Regions from separate parts of the Danio rerio genome. Here region 1 is linked to region 2. The links are chromatin contacts, called in public Micro-C maps. All regions are on one chromosome and are shown on one strand. Each heading gives the region's core, a stretch centred on a gene start, on an enhancer-like site or on the middle of the called end of the contact. The rest is flanking DNA. Distances are from core to core; before and after follow the strand shown. Region 1 overlaps eif4g1a (eukaryotic translation initiation factor 4 gamma, 1a). Region 2 holds the start of eif4g1a (eukaryotic translation initiation factor 4 gamma, 1a).

Region 1 (2,763 bases), core at 108-2,607, 35 kb after region 2:
CATCAGGGCAAATAGACTAGGCACACCTAAACCCTTTTGACCTTTCCAAATGTTTTGTTTGACAGGGAAGTGTCCAAACCTCTACTGCCTATGGGCAAAGCTGCCATCCTGCTTGTTGACGTTCTTAACATTTTCTGCAAAGGACTGGTGAGAATCACACTGTGGCAAATGTTGAGTTACCCAAAATCACTGCAGTTAAGGAATTATGTGCATGTCTTTTATTATATTCCAGAGTCACAAAAAAGCTGGAGCCATGTGGCTGGAGGCTGGACTCAGCTGGAAAGACTTTCTGCCTGAAGATGAGGATGTCAATAAGTTTGTTACAGAACAGGTGCTTGAAGCTGAACATTATCAAAATAATATAGTAGTAAATTATATAACCTGAATGAGTGATTTGATCATTTGCACAGACAACGTTTTATTTACCGTATGAATCAGCATATTTTAAGTTTGATCCAATTATTCAGTGACCAAATACATTTTTAATGGTTGCTAGTCACTATTTGTGCAACTATGTAATGCTACAACCTTCTTTTGAAGTTTCAAATAATGATTTCAATTGTAAATTGAGTACTTTGACTATTTGAATATTTCTAACAAAGAAGCAAGAGTTTAGATTGAAATGACTTAAGCTGTTTCATAATACTTAACTTGCACAATAACTGCTCTCTGTGGTCATTGGCAGATTTAAATGTACTACTGTCATCCTCAGAAGTATAATTCTAATTGTGACCATTTAGGATTAAAATGATGTAGGCATTTATATTGAGATTGCAATCAAAAATGAAAATGTGTTGAAAAAGTGCTTCCAAACCTTTTTTTTTTTTTTTTTTTTTTGAACACAAAAGATAATTTAAAGAAATCTGAAAACCTGTAACCATTTACTTCCAAAGAAGGAAAAACAAATATTAGCTGCATGTTCTCAGTTTTTTTTTTTCATTGAAACAATTCTTGTTTAACCGAAAAAAAAGATTTGAAATGAGTGAAGGGTGACAGATTTTTTTTATTTTTTGGTGAACTGTGCCTTTAATTTTGTCTTCAAAGTAATAATATTGAACAATAATATGCTTAAACCTGTTGATTTTTATTGTTTTGCAAACATGTCCCTGCAATAATCATCTGTTAATCTTTTGTACTTGCTAGAAATATATTTATAATTGATTAATTGCACTTAATTATGCTTTGCAAAAACATTTTTGTGCATATGTATGCAGATAGAGTATATATGTTCAAGCATAATACAAACATAGCAATGTATAAATATCTGAGCCTGAAGGTCATAAAGATGATGTATTTTCAGAAAATGGAGTTCACACTGGGCGAGGAGTCTGAGAAGCCCAGCAAGAAAGAGCTGACTGCTGAGGAGCTGAGTAAACATTTGGACAGGTTGTTACAAGAAAAAGCCAACAACCAGAGGATCTATGACTGGGTAGAGGTGAGCGCTTGTGCTTTGGCTGAGATTCAAGGCTCTGCAAACAGACATTAAGGCATCGCAGCGATCTGCATTATGGGTATAGTAGTATGCGCATGGGACTTGCACTGACTGCCGTTTTTTTTCTTTTAAAGGCCAATCTGGATGAGCAAAAGATGAGCTCTAGTCAGTTTGTGCGAGCACTGATGATGTCAGTGTGCCAGTCTGCCATTATATGTGAGTGAATCCATTACATGCTGTTGACGGTAGTTTGACTTCAGACCTGATCTCTCTCTGGTCTGTGCTCGATGTTAATTGTGTGCATTAATGAACCATTATAGGTGAGAACCCTTACCGTGTGGACGTGGAGCAGATTAACCAGAGGGCAAAGCTGCTGCAGAAGTACCTTTCTGATGAACAGAAGGAGCTGCAGGCACTCTACGCTCTCCAGGCTCTCATGGTGCAGATGGAGCAGCCGGCCAGTGAGTGGCGCTTTTGTTTTTATAATCTTCCTTTAAACTCACATGAATTGATATTGCACTAGACTGATTGAAAATTGGAGTCATATAAAAGTCATATAAAAATTGGAATATACCCGGTTGTTAATTTACAAGATTTTTAATGATGAAATAAAGGAAGTATGGAGTATGGAGAGAAGTATTTTTTTTAATGTATATTAGAATGTTGCTCAGTTTATTTTCACCTCTTACCAAGCATTTCTACCGTGATTAAAGAAGACATTGATGATATTTAAAAGAAATAGGCTTTTTAAGGAACACAATGCAGCACTAGGCCTTATATATTTGCCAGCTATTTGAGTTATTTAAAATAATGAAATTTAATACGATCACATTTTGTTTTTATAAATATAGGTCAGTATGTTTCAGGTTTGTTTTGTTATTTTATTGATTTTTTTAAATTTTATTTTTAAAAAGATTGTTACACTGAATTGTAACTTTTTTTTGTCTGTAGTTATTTTATTAAACTGATATTTAACTTTTAGATATTTTAGTTTGATGCAAACTCTAAAATACTCTAAAATAAAACATTTTATTTTTAGTTAAGCTGTGTATAAATGCTATATATTTTTAGATTCTTTAAAAAAATATATATATTTTAGCATGTCAGCATTGTGCTCCAGTCCAGTCTAATATGCTGATATTATCCTTTATAACACATTTCAGTGTAGGATTTTCAAGAAACATTTGCATTAGTTTGACAGCTTTTGTAACATTCTAAATTAGAAATGTGAAAAGTACGGACTTTGGGCCGACTATTACTGTAATTTCAAAACCTTTATTTCCACATAATATTTGAGTACTTTAGATTGGCTATTGTGTTCACATGCTCAA
Region 2 (2,700 bases), core at 100-2,599:
CAACGCATCAATTTTTTCCAGCATAATACTCACTACTCTTGAGTACTTTTATAAAGGTTACTTTTTACTTATACTTTGAGTAATATTTACAACAGATAACTTTACTCTACTTGCACTATATTTTTGGGCAAGTAATGGTACTTTTACTTGAGTATGATTTTTCAGCATTCTTTTTATCACTGGCAATTAATTTGTCCGGTGCCTGATTTGACAATTTTTTTTCTCATCATAAAGCCAAACTTAATAATTTATGTAAATATAACGATACAGTCAAAAGAAATGACAGGCCTGTCAAATTTTAGTATGTCATTAAAGAATCTCAAAAAACTAAAGAATCTCAAAATGTTTGGAACAACTTATTTATTGAAAAATAAAGGAAAACTAAACACACAATCCTGAGGTGTTCCGATATTTACAACCTTACATTTTATACGTGAATACAGGCCCATAGGGGAGGTTTAAGTGGATCGGAAGACCCACCCCTCACTGACAAAGGTCCAGAATTTGTCCCATACCAAAGCTCATTTATCCCATTTTGACTGCTAAGCCATAATGAATTGTGAAAATAACACATCGAAAAAGTGTTTGAGCCCAAGCCGAATCCTGTTGGCTGTCGGTACAGAATTTGGGATACCGAATTTGGCAATTTTGATGCCAGAATCAGTGTATCAAATTCTGAATGAGAAAGTTGAATGTGCTGGCCAGTTTGTTATTTGTCTCATAAATGATAATGGGCTACACTTTTTTTTTAAAAACAGATTCTTATTTTTTCCAATGATATTTGATGTTATAAATTTCATTCATTTTCTTGTCAGCTTAGTCCCTTTATTAATCCGGGTGTGCCACCATGGAATGAACCGCCAACTTATCCAGAACATGCAAACTCCACACAGAAATGCCAACTGACCCAGCTGAGGCTTGAACAAGCGACCCTCTCGCTGTGAGGCGACAGCACTACCTACGGCACCACCTTTATTAAATTTGTATTTTTAAAATAAGCATATATTTTTGTATATATTATTGTATTATTTCTTTATTCCAAATCTCTTTTTTTGTTACATCAATGTTTTGGAACATCAAAAAGTGTGACCATGCGAAAAGCTGATCCAGAAAAAAAGTGTTTAAAATCCTATTTCGATAGGCTGGCTGCAGGCCTGGAATATGTATTTATTTTCCGTATGCGAGGCTATAATAAATACATTTAGATTATTCGATAGAGACTTTTATTATCGCGCCGTATGATTTCTACCCTTGGCGAATGACCCCGCAGCGCTCAGGTTGATTAACCCGGAAGTACCCACGCATCTCACTGAGCACTCCGTCCGGTTCTGCGGGCTCAAGGGGAGAAGCGCTGAAGCACCATGGCTCTGCTCTAATCGCGTTTATTAAGACAAGTGTGATCAACTTACCGGCAATCCGTCACCATCCGCGCCTTAAACATGGACCTCCAGTCAAGAGGCTCGTCCTGGGGCCATCAGCTCTGTCGGCAGTAACATCTGAAAACTGTATTTATTCTCTTTTTCCCCCATACTGTCACTTTTTCTCGCCTTTGCACGCTACATGGGATTTAAACCTAAAGTGTCAGCCGCTAGCCAACACTTCTCCCTCTGTTTACCCAGATATTCCCGAGGAAACCAAGACGCCCTCCGTTAACAACGAAGAATAGCAAAAAGAAACTTTCCAGAAACACGTTGACGACGTCTCGCCCTCAAGTTTCCCCGTTTGTCTGCGGAGCCGGTGAGTAATCCTACTGCCTATGCTAACTTTGATAGCCGCGTTTAAACCGATAATCGCAGGGGCCAAGCGGGCCTAGATTGACACTGGCGACGGGTTTAATGCTGAGTTGTGTTCGCCTATCAAACTATTTTTTCCGTTAAACGCTCTCCCTTAAGTTGCCACTAATATCTGTGTAGTATTTTCTCCATGTTGGGTGTTATTTCCTCGGTTTTTCGCTATTCCAGTTTCACGCTTTCGTATTGCTCGTGTTTCGGGGTGTCAATCTGCTGACATATCGGGAATATAAATACACGAGACTATTTGACCCCGTAAGGTTTGTGTTAAAATGACATATGAACTGTTGATGAGTCGGTTGTTCTGTTGTATTTAAACGCATTTGTTTCCGTTAAACGTCTTATCATCTCGTGATGAATTGTGGGAATGCCAGCACGAGGACGGTGGAATAAGTTTGTCCGGTGCGTAATTTAACGTTTTTTCCTCATCAAAAAGCCAAACTTTACATTAAGTTGTGTATATATAACGATACAGTCAAAATAAACGACATGCCAGTCAGATTCCAGTGTGTCATTGATTTGGAGAGGGAAGCTAATAAGCTAGTGCGGGCGACTGCACACTTCCCCACACGTTTATTGAGGGCCCAGTTTGTTTTTGCTAAATCTACACATAGTTTCCGACGTGGGTTTATGTGTATAGCGTGTTGTTGATGTGGTTAACTTTTTTGTTCTAAAACGAAAAGCTTGTTTTGGTGGAGACCGCTGAGAGTATGTTAACGTGTCAGTGCCATATGGAGGAGGCTAGCGCTGTTAGCCGCGCCGGCAGAGCATCATGGCTGCGGTGTGACACGTCTGTAGGAGAAGCGCGCTGCTTCATCGCACTTTCGGGAACAGAGCTTGCAGGAAACTTAACATTTTGGAAATTACCCCATAATTTTTTTTTCTTTTTAACTGCATGCACTTTAGTGTT

What was found. Hi-C and Micro-C count contacts between places; a contact is called where the count stands out from the background.
Region 1: a Micro-C map of caudal fin shows a contact between it and region 2, with 4 times the contacts expected there. The contact joins the enhancer-like site here to the promoter of eif4g1a in region 2. A contact is called at or near these places in 3 of 18 Hi-C or Micro-C datasets (caudal fin, gastrula embryo and an unstated tissue) and 2 of 4 datasets of contacts at active chromatin or transcription factors (embryo and gastrula embryo).

The regions. Positions count from the first base shown.
Region 1 is chr2:19,202,899-19,205,661 of GRCz12tu, forward strand. eif4g1a (eukaryotic translation initiation factor 4 gamma, 1a) reads left to right here. Exons shown (of 32, transcript NM_001080200.1): 27 at 66-147; 28 at 233-331; 29 at 1,301-1,435; 30 at 1,567-1,648; 31 at 1,753-1,893. Among named protein-coding and RNA genes, the nearest start is that of fam131aa, 16 kb to the right of the region's middle. Within about 2 kb of position 1,358, at least 3 of the 62 cell types and tissues checked have an H3K27ac peak or open chromatin away from gene starts, as enhancers often do. A contact at or near this core is called in caudal fin, where this site is marked.
Region 2 is chr2:19,167,826-19,170,525 of GRCz12tu, forward strand. It overlaps eif4g1a (eukaryotic translation initiation factor 4 gamma, 1a), which reads left to right and starts at 1,350. Exons shown (of 32, transcript NM_001080200.1): 1 at 1,350-1,505; 2 at 1,620-1,737.